2 separate regions of the Arachis hypogaea genome follow, and region 1 is linked to region 2. The links are chromatin contacts, called in public Hi-C maps. All regions are on one chromosome and are shown on one strand. The core of a region is the stretch at or near the end of the contact, and the rest is flanking DNA. Distances in the headings are between cores, read along the strand shown. Region 1 holds the start of LOC112764511 (cyclin-dependent kinase C-2). Region 2 holds the start of LOC112764463 (pentatricopeptide repeat-containing protein At1g71210, mitochondrial).

Evidence for each region. A called contact is a pair of places that touch in the nucleus more often than the background predicts.
Region 1: a Hi-C map of leaf shows a contact between it and region 2, with 2.3 times the contacts expected there. The contact joins the promoter of LOC112764511 here to the promoter of LOC112764463 in region 2. A contact is called at or near these places in 2 of 8 Hi-C or Micro-C datasets (both in leaf).

The regions. Positions count from the first base shown.
Region 1 is chr17:5,549,713-5,554,771 of arahy.Tifrunner.gnm2.J5K5, reverse strand. It overlaps LOC112764511 (cyclin-dependent kinase C-2), which reads right to left and starts at 1,540. Exons shown (of 12, transcript XM_025810158.3): 1 at 1,170-1,540; 2 at 467-548; 3 at 204-294; 4 at 98-127. The coding sequence starts at 1,279.
Region 2 is chr17:5,421,354-5,426,648 of arahy.Tifrunner.gnm2.J5K5, reverse strand. It overlaps LOC112764463 (pentatricopeptide repeat-containing protein At1g71210, mitochondrial), which reads right to left and starts at 3,161. Exons shown (of 2, transcript XM_025810089.3): 1 at 2,511-3,161; 2 at 426-2,304. The coding sequence starts at 2,744. The coding sequence ends at 532.

The DNA of each region.
Region 1 (5,059 bases), core at 291-2,790, 130 kb before region 2:
TTGATAAATATATTCTTACAAACAAAACTTATGCGCAACTTTATGGTTGTAAATAAAGAAATTGGCTAATAACACGACATGAGAGTGAATAACTTGCCTGGCCTCCCTTGTTCATCTTTCTCAGGGCCTGAAAGAAGAAACAGACAATGTTAGATCTAAACAAAACAATCTTTACTCAAGTGAATAGTTCTTTAAAACAGCACCTGGAGAAGTGACAATTTCTTTTAGCTTGATCACATTTTCATGGTGTAGTTTCTTAAGAATTTTGATTTCTCGTATAGCAGTTATAGGAAACTGCCATGGCAAAATTTACAATACAAGTCAGATATAAATATATATTACAGAATTGCATGTATAAGTTTGTTAGAGAAGATACAAAGCTAGTAAGTCACAAGTGAAAGGAAGTACCAATATAGAATGTTATGCACCTATAACATAATAAACAACAAATTATATATAGAAATACCCCTTCTCTCTCATTGTCCATTCGAATTTTCTTCAGAGCAACAATTTCACCAGTTTTGATCTCTTTAGCCATGTAAACTTGACTGCAAGTATAATATATGGAAGCAAAGATCAATTACCTTATGATAATATTAGCAATGGATTTTATGGTAAGTTAACAGAGTAAATAATCTTCATCTGAAAGTAGAAATTTTACACATTTCAACTATATCGATAACGAATTTCGGAAAGGGAAAAGAAAAAGAGCCTTTCATACAAATCATGATTTAAAAACTTTAAAACTTACAAACATCAATCAAACCAATTACAATTATGCTTATACAAAATGCCTAACAACAATTAGTGAAAAATTACAACTAAGCTTTAGTACTACACATTAACATTCCAATAATGGTAACACACATGAATAATCAGCATACTAGCACACAAACACTACAAGCACTTGAAGAATTATGGCTCCGGCAGCTCAATCTCGTGAAAAATATCATCGCCCTCTCGATAGAGAAAAGTGCCACGATTCTCCAGCGAAGCATCAGCGACCCAAAACTCGAGTTCTTGGTAAAGTGGTGCAAGTAATTACCACTGAATCCACAAATTTCATACACACTCCAAAAAAAGGGAATTTTTATTCTTTTTTTGAAAAAAAAACAAAGAAAAAAGATTCTGATAGCTGAAAGGTTAAAAGGAATGAAAGTGAAACAAACCCGTATGTGCCCTCGCCAATTTGCTCTAACTTCTCGAAGCAATCGACACTTCTGGATCCCCAAGAAGGGGATTCGTTCACGTTCAGTTGCCCTGGGGCTGCAATCGACATTGTTCCCACCTGAGGAAAAAAAACCCTAATCCTTCCGAAGAACTAAAATTCCTCAATCCAATTTTTAGGGTTCTCTGTAGGGATTTTTTTTTTCTTGTTGACGTCTTCACTTGGAAAAATTTTCAGAGATAAAAAGCAAAAACAACAGAGAGCATAAAGGCGTGCTTTACTATTTCATTTCTTACTCTATTTTCTCTTTTCGGTTTTCTGTCTGAATTATAATTCTTGCGGTGTTTTTTTTTTTTTTCTCTTTTCATTCTTTTTAAACTTTGGACTCGTTAGGCCCAAATTAATTGGGTCTAATTGTAGGGATGTTCAGGCCGGGTGAAATCGAATTTGTCATAAACTAGACCCGGTTCTAAATATATACCGGATTTATTTTTTATACTCTAACCCAGTTCTAAATTCGATGAAATCTAAACATTTCGGGTTACAACTATATCGGGTCTAAACCGGGTCTTTAAAGCTTTAACAATAATTTATAAATAAACTTCACTTATTTGTAAAGAAGAAACTTGTCAACGAAAAGTTGATATTCATATTTGAACTTGAATTTGTCTATAAATTTTAATTTGATGCTTTTTTGATCTATTTTCTAATTCAACAAATGTGATTAAAAATAAAACAATAAGCTTATAATTAATATAACGTAATATTAAAATTAATTTAAAACATAAATATCTTTTTTAGTTTCCTTATGGTGCACATGGGCCAGGTGAAGCCGGGTTCAACTTGACCTGGACTTCACCCAAAATAATGATCGGATCTATTTTTGAGACCCTTATTCAACTCTAAATTCGATGAAATCACACCAAATTAACTCCTAAAAATATTCGGGGACAGGCCGATCATGTGCACCTCTAGTCTTTTTTTTTTTTTTTTGGTCAAGTGGATTGGACAGCCCCCAATCCTAGGCATTAACCCCATGTTTCACACACCCACACAACACACTCACACACACTACATGGGTACTATGGGTTCTTGCAACATCCAGCCTCAGCTGGGATTTGAACCCGGATGCAGCTTGATGAGAGGCGTAGAAATCCTCCATCTGTGCCAAGCCTCAGCTGCCACCTCTAGTCTAAATGTAATGTCAGCTCATGGTTGAGAAGAGTTTCTAAAGCCCATTTGCGAAAGATTTTTAGTCTGAATTTAGAACATCATTGTTTGAGAAATGTACGAGGGTAAGGCCCAAAATAAAAGACCAAAAAAAGGAGAAACAAAATATGTAAAATAAAAAGGTCCGCATGTGTTTTTTTTTTTTTTCTCATGAGTTTGCATATGTTTTCCATGTTTCAGATTTGCTATTTAGATAGCTCTAACTAAACTACGAAATCCCTGACAAAAGAAAAAACTAGAAAATGAACCCATGTCCAAAATTAAACCTACAAAATGAACCAATAGAAGGCAAGGGTGGAGAGAAGGAGGAGAACGTTGGAGGAGTGGATAGGAACTGGGTTATGGAAGGTAAAGTAGAAAACAAATTCATGGTCGAGGAGGCGGGCCTTATCAAGCCTCACCCTCAGCTATGAGCATCATTAGTTGGAACTGGTGAGGGGTGGCAGCCCCATGACAGTTTCAAAACTTTTATATTTGTGTAAATAGATAAAATTCGCTATTGTATTTCTCATGGAGACAAGAGGTAAGGATAGTAGTATAAGTAAAATTAAGAGAAGGCTTCATTTTGATAAATATTTTTATGTAGAACTCTGGAGTATGTTTGGAGATCTATGTTTGCTATGAAATGAAAATATTAATATTGATGTTTACTCTTACTCTAATTATTATATTAAAGCTTACATTAAAGATAGAAAAGGAAATGATTGAAAAATCATTTTCATGTACGGTAACCCAAAACCAGGCAAGAGGAGGGAGGAATGGGGGGAGCTCACAACAAGCAATCTTAACAAGAATGAACCTAAACTCTTCATGGGAGATTTCAATGTTGTTTTAGCTCTAGAGGAGAAGGAAGGCATGCATGAGCAGCCGAGAAAACAGATTGTGGATTTCAAAAAATTTTATGGATTTTAATGCTCTCATGAACATGAATCTAAAAGGAGGAAAATTCACTTGGTTTAGTAATCCTCGAAATAGGTTAATAATTAAGAAAAGAATAGATAGGGCTTTGTTAACTGGAAATGGAGGCACAAGTTTCCAAATGCAAGTTTGATAGCTATGCCAGCAGTGAGTTCAGACCATACGCTCATTGTTTTGAGGTTACAGCCTAAGTATAAGGTGGATAGGTCGTTCAAATTTGAAGCATTTTGGAACAACCATAAAAACTGTGAGGAGATTATTAAGATGAGTTGAAAAAAAGAAGAGCATAATAATAACGAATAGGATAGGTTGCTGAAGAAGATGAGAAACTGCAAGAAAAATTTAAGGAATTGGAGTAGGAACACTTTTGCTAGAGCTGATATAGAGATTAAAAAGTTGAAGGTTGAGCTACAGAAGCTTCAAGAGGCAGAATTAAATGAAGAACAGCAAGCACGGAGGTGTCAAATCAAGGAAAGGATAAGCCAGTTATAAAGGCAAGAAGAGAAATACTGGGGAATGAGATCCAAGCTAAAGTGGCTAAAGTGAGGAGACAAAAATTCCATATTCTTTTATGCGATAACGATTCAAAGGAGAAATAAAAATAAAGTGAAAAGATTAAAAGATAAGGAGGGCCAATGGGTTTCACGAGATGATAGAATCTTGAAGATAGTGGAGGAGCACTTTACAAAGTTGTTTACATCCTCAGCCAAATATGATTTCAGAGATTGTATAAATAGGATTCCAAAAAGAGTTACTCAAGAAATGAACGAACAACTCATGGAGGAAATTTCAGAAAAGGAGATTGAGGAAGCTGTTTTTAGCTTGGGCAGCCTCAAAGCCCCTGGACCAAATGGATTAAATGGACTTTTTTATCAGAGTCACTGGAACACAATAAAAAATAAAGTTTGTGCTGTGATTATAAGCTTTTTTTATGAAGGTATTATGCCAGAAGAGGTAAGTGAAATTATTGTTGTTCTTGTTCCAAAAGTGAAACAACCAAAAAATCTTAATCAATTTAGGCCTATTAGTTACTGTAATTATATATATACAAAATTATAAGGTTCATGGATAAGGTTATTTTGCCAATCCAGAGTGGGTGTAGGTTGATTCAGGATAATATTATCATAGTTCAAGAGATTTTTCATAGTATTAATAAAAAAAAGTAGGAATAGATTGGAAAGTCTAGCTATTAAGATAGATATGAATAAGGCTTATGATAGATTAGAGTAAATTTTTTTGGAGTCTACATTGACAGCTTTTGGTTTTGACCAGAGGTGGGTTTTCTTAATAATGAAGTGTGTTAGAAGTGCTACGTATAAGGTTAGAATGAATGGGAGGCTCACTAGTAAAATTATACCTGAAAGAGGGCTGAGACAGGGCGATCCTATATCCCCATATCTTTTTATAATTGTGGATGAAGTGTTCACTATTCTCATGGAGGAAGCAAGAGAAAGAAAGGAAATTTCAGGGTTCAAAATCGCACCAACAGCCCCTCCAATTACTCATCTTCTGTTTGCGGATGATTGTATTATTTTTATAGAAGCAAAAGAGGAGAAAATTTACAATCTCATTTTGATTCTTAATAAGTATACAGAGGCATCAGGTCAAATGATCAATCTAGATAAATCGGAGATTATTTTTGGTAGTCAAATACCCATACAAACCAGAGTTAACATAGAGAAAATCCTAGGAATGAAGTATTGGGATAATTCAGGAATGTATTTAGGGCTGCCAGGGATTTGG
Region 2 (5,295 bases), core at 1,912-4,411:
TTGTCAAATGAAGATAAACCAATATAGCTTATGCTCAAATAAGGATGACAGGTCACAAGCATGTTGCAGATTAATGAGGGAACAGCAATCCCCTATCTGAAGCTTCAAGTTTGTATCATATTTGATTTTTTATTTCTTGGGCAATGACTATTACCATCAAATGAGGTTAAGATGCAATACATCAAACTTGCAAAAAAAACAGTATCAGATAAAAATGAAGTTAAATCAAATATCACAGCTATTGTAAATCTAATGTGATAACTGATAAATAACACAATGTGGAAACTATTTTATTTCCTATTGCTTCCACACATAAAAAGAATGTTTTTTTTTTGGTGGGGGAGAGGAATAGTCAACATAAAAGGATTGCACAGGATGTAATATTAGTAAATGATAAGGAGAAAAAAAAAACTAAATCCAACACATCCAAGATAACTTTTTTCTTTTGACAAAAATGCAATTCTAAAAAATATCCTTACAAAAATTGGGTGGACCATTTTGGATATCTAACGCATACTGATCAATTGTTCCTTAAATGAGCATTCTGGTTTCTCTGTTGGAGAATGTCCTTTTACTTTCTTTAAACCACCTCTCAGCCTTGTCTCTCATCCCATGCCTTTCGAAACCATCAACCATGGTGCTATAAATCCACTGGTTGGGCTCAAAGCCCCTTTGACACATCCTTTCAAACAACTGACAAGCCTGCTCCTTATCACTCTTCCATGCTTTTCTCAACAACAAATTGTAAGTGTAAATGTCAAGTGGAAAGCACTTTGCGATTAATTTCTCCAAGTCCTCAACATGGCTAACTCTATGATGACGACGAAATGCACCAACCACAAAGCTAAGCATTGACCAATCAGTTTTTCCCTCCTCTTTCACTCCTCTTAAACGAACACAGGCATTGTAAACTTCCGGTGAAAACATAGATCGATAAAGAAGTATGTTACCGAGAAAAGAGGTTAATCGACGTCCCATTTTCTCATACATATCAACAAGATTCACTGCCTCGTGATATCTTTCCGATGAACAAAGCTCCTGTACAAGAATTTCATAGCATTCAATGCTTGGATTTAAACCGTCTTCTAACATTTGGAGGAAGAACCGATACGCAGGTTCAGGATTCTTGCTCTTGCAGAGAAAAATAACAAAGCAATTATATAACTTTTTAGTCGCCAATCCACGAGACCAAACATTACTAAAGAAGATAAGAGCATCATAAGTCCTTCCACTTTTCAAATAAGCTTTCAACATAAGACTTAGAGAAGATGAAGTGGGCTGAATGCCATTCCTCTGCATCAACTCAAACACTTTCCAAGCCAACTCAGCTTGCTTGGCATGCCCAGCTGCATCAATGAAACAATCATAAATATAATGTTGACGATCATTATGGGACAGCATCTCGAACAAACTGAAAAACCGAGATCTTGAATTGTCCATCTGAAGTAAACAACAAAGAACAACTCTACATAGAGCCGGTGTCACTTTATGACCCTTCTCCTTCATTTCAACGAGAAGACGAGCAGCAATATCTCCCCTATTCAAATAACTATCTTCCACTCTTCCCGCCCGACACAGTGCCGTTATAAAGTTATCATACGTGGAAGCATTAGGCATAATTTTCCATTTCAAGGCAAGATGGAGCAACTCTTTCATCTCATCAATCATGCACTCTCTACACAGAACATTGGCAAGCCTAGTAAAGGTCCGTCTATCGGGAATAAAATGGTGATCAATTGAGCTCTTCAACACACTAAATGCTTCCTTGGCGTTTCCGTCCCAACACAAAGTAAGTATCAAGTACTTGTAAGCCATATGATTTGGGGACAGCATAAATTCTGACCTCGACTTGAACAAATCAAGAGCATCATCCACCATTCCCTTCTTGCAAAAGAAGCACAGCATGGCATTCATGGTAACTGTGTTAGGTGGAACAGCAGTCTCATACATGTCCATGAACAAATCATACACCTCGTCGAGCCTGTCCTCCCTCAAGAGCCTGTAAATCAACACGTTGTACCTCGCCAAACCAGGAATGTATCCTTTATTTTCCTTCTTCTGTTTGAAAAAGTCCAAGGCCTCATCCAACCGGCCACCGTGCACAAGGCCCCTTATCCAAACCCCATAAGCATGATCCAACGGCACCAGTCCCGAATCCCCAAACTCGCTAACCAATCTAACAGCATGATCAAACCTATTGCTCCGACATAAAGCACGGACAAGAATACTCACCTCGGAGCCATGAAGCTTCTTGCCACCATCCACCAAGCCAAACAAGAACACTTCAGCTTCATCCAACTTCCCCTGCTTGCACAAACTCTTCGTAATAAGCACATTGGTATACCGATTCTCAAAACCTCTCATCCTAATCTGCCTAATAATGTCATTAACAGCATCGAAATAACTCTCTTCAACAAGGGCATTCAAAAGCACATGGTAACCAAAGGTATCCAAGTCCAAGCCATTAAACCGCATTTTACCAAATAGTTGGAGTGCAATCTCAGGCTTACCCGCAATAGCATATCCAATGACGAGAGTATCGTTGAACCGTGCACGGGGATAGAAGGCTGGACCACGGCGGCGGAAGGATTGGAGGAACTCGATGATGGTTGACATTGATCTGTTGCGTGCAAGGATTCGGAAGATGGCGGAGAAGGTGCCGCGAGTGTGGTGGAAGCCGGACTGGCGACCGGCCCAATCGAAGAAGCGGAGGCAGGGGTAGACGTGGGCAGCGGCGGTGCCATGGTGGAGTACGGTGAGGACGAAGGACTCGTCGAGACGGGGGAGTGTTAGGGCGGCGAGAGAGGCGTCGAGGGCGGCGTCGGAGGAAGAGTCCGTCGAAGAAAGAATCTGAAAGATTCGGGTGATGAGTGGGTCGCGGGTGTTGAACCAGTCCTTGATGGAGGATCTTAAGACGGTGTGGCAGTTATGAGAAGAAGAAGAAAAGGAAGAAGGGTTGTTGATGTGAATGAGAAAAGAAGAGAAGAGGGATCTGCATTTGGTTACATGTTTTAGTGGCTGTAGCATTATGGATGTTCCCTATCTCTCTCCGATGCCATTCTCATTTTCATTCCTCTTCCTTCCTCAAACCCATTTCAACGCTCTTTCTTCAATTTTACATAAACCTAACCTAGCACCTCATCTTTTATTTTGATTTACATATTAAGTTCTGAAATCTGAACATTATATCATCCCTGTCTTAATAACTTTACGGACCGTTCTATTTTTATTTTTATTTTTTAATCAGACCTCAACTAGACTATTTAGCCCAAATAAGATAGGAAGAATTTCACCTGTGCCAGTATACTTTACTGATACACTGGTATATAATAAATCTGCACCGTTAAAATATTAGTTTTAAAATATGAATGAATGACATTTTTTTTTATGTAATTTCTGTTTAGTGGCTACTTCCTTAGACGACTTACTTTATGTTTTGATTTGGGTAGTTTCCTTTTTGTGTGGCCAATGGACCTTTTTGGCGCATAGTTGTTGCTTACATTAGTTTGAGAGTAATAGATTGTTGTTGGGTGTATTATTTTTGTATAATTTTTGGCCAGTATTATACTATTGGGTTAAAAACCGTAAAGTCATAATTGTTAAATTTTGCATCGTTTTTTATTTATTATTAGGTTCATAGTTTGGTCTGAAAAATTCAATCCACAGACAATAAATAGAACTAACCCTTATTCATGTACTAACATAATATAGGGTGTTTGCAGTGTAGTTTGAATCGATTTTAGATTGGTTTTAAGTAAAAAATTTATCCGATTTAAATACTGATTTTATTTGCGGTGTGGATTGGATTGGATGAGCTTTTAAAAAAAAAAGTATCCGATTCGATCTAATTTCAAGCGATTTGAATGTGATTGAATTTGCGGTTTTGTAAAGTACAAAAATAAAATATATATAACAAGTTTTAACATCAAATTTTAAATAACTAACAATGACATAATAAGTATAATTGTAAACATAAATTGACCAAAACAAAAAATTTATATGAGCTGGTTGGGGGGTTGTTTACCTGAAAATGACACGGCTTAAAATTTTTAACAAAACAAAAAAAATATTACTACCGGGTCCGAGTTCTTTAAACCGGTCCATCACCATTTTTAAATTAATGATAATAAATAAAATATATACTAATTTAAAAATATAATAAAAAATATATAGAGTCACAAAAAAGTTCTATTAAAAAAATTATATAGGGCTAAAAATTGACCAAAACAAAAAATTTATATGAGCGGGGTTGTTTTACCTGAAAATGGCACGGCTTAAAATTTTAACAAAACAAAAAAAAATATTACTACCGGATCCGAGTTCTTTAAACCGGTCCATCACCATTTTTTCTAACTATGTCAAATATACTATTTTCATTAATAAAATACAAAATTTACAACAGTTTCATTATTATTTAGTAATCCAAGCCCATTTATAATGTCTCTTGAGTTGGTAGACAAAGAGCCCACCAGCTTTCAGCCGTTGGAGCCAAACTTTCTCACGTTAGCTTCTTACTAGCTACAACCATGAAGCACAAAGCCAGTCTGTCATTTCCATAATTTTACTGTACAACTAAGGACATTTTAGGTTTTCTATCCATCACTATATGACAAAAAGTTGACTGCTAATCAGACCGTACTTGCTATATTGCTGTACCAAAAAAATAATTGGTACATGTGAAAGTTTTCCAATAAGATAACCAACTTCAGATAGATTAGATCGAAAGAAATCTTGAAGGAAGAATTTCAACTGTACCAATTTACTTTACAGAATTACAGGTACATTGGTATACTTTATGTTACGGCCCTGGACTCCCGCAGGTCAACCCGACCCGAGCTCCACCCGGCCCGACTACACGCCTCTCAACCGACCCGGACACGCGTCCCGTACGGCTCTCTCACAGCTATGGGACCGCGTCCTTGGGAATATGGGCCTGCCCTCCAGAGGGGCCCAATACTGACATGTATATAAGGGGAAGACTGGCTCTTCTCCCGAGGTACGTCACATCTCTGCACTACACTTACTCCGCCTGCACGTATTCTGACAAGAGCGTCGGAGTGTCTTTGCAGGTGACACCCCCCTCACACAAAGTGCTCGGGACCTCGCGCTCCCGGACTGGAAGACCGTGATCAGACGAGCCCCTTCCTTCACCCCTGATCCTGACCTGAATCGTCCGGTAACCGACCTACCGAACATTGGCGCCGTCTGTGGGGACTCGTCCATGGACTTCGTACTAGTCCAGACTGGGACCGGCAGCGAGGCCGCGCCTCCCGTGCTTGGGGGAGGCGCCGTTTC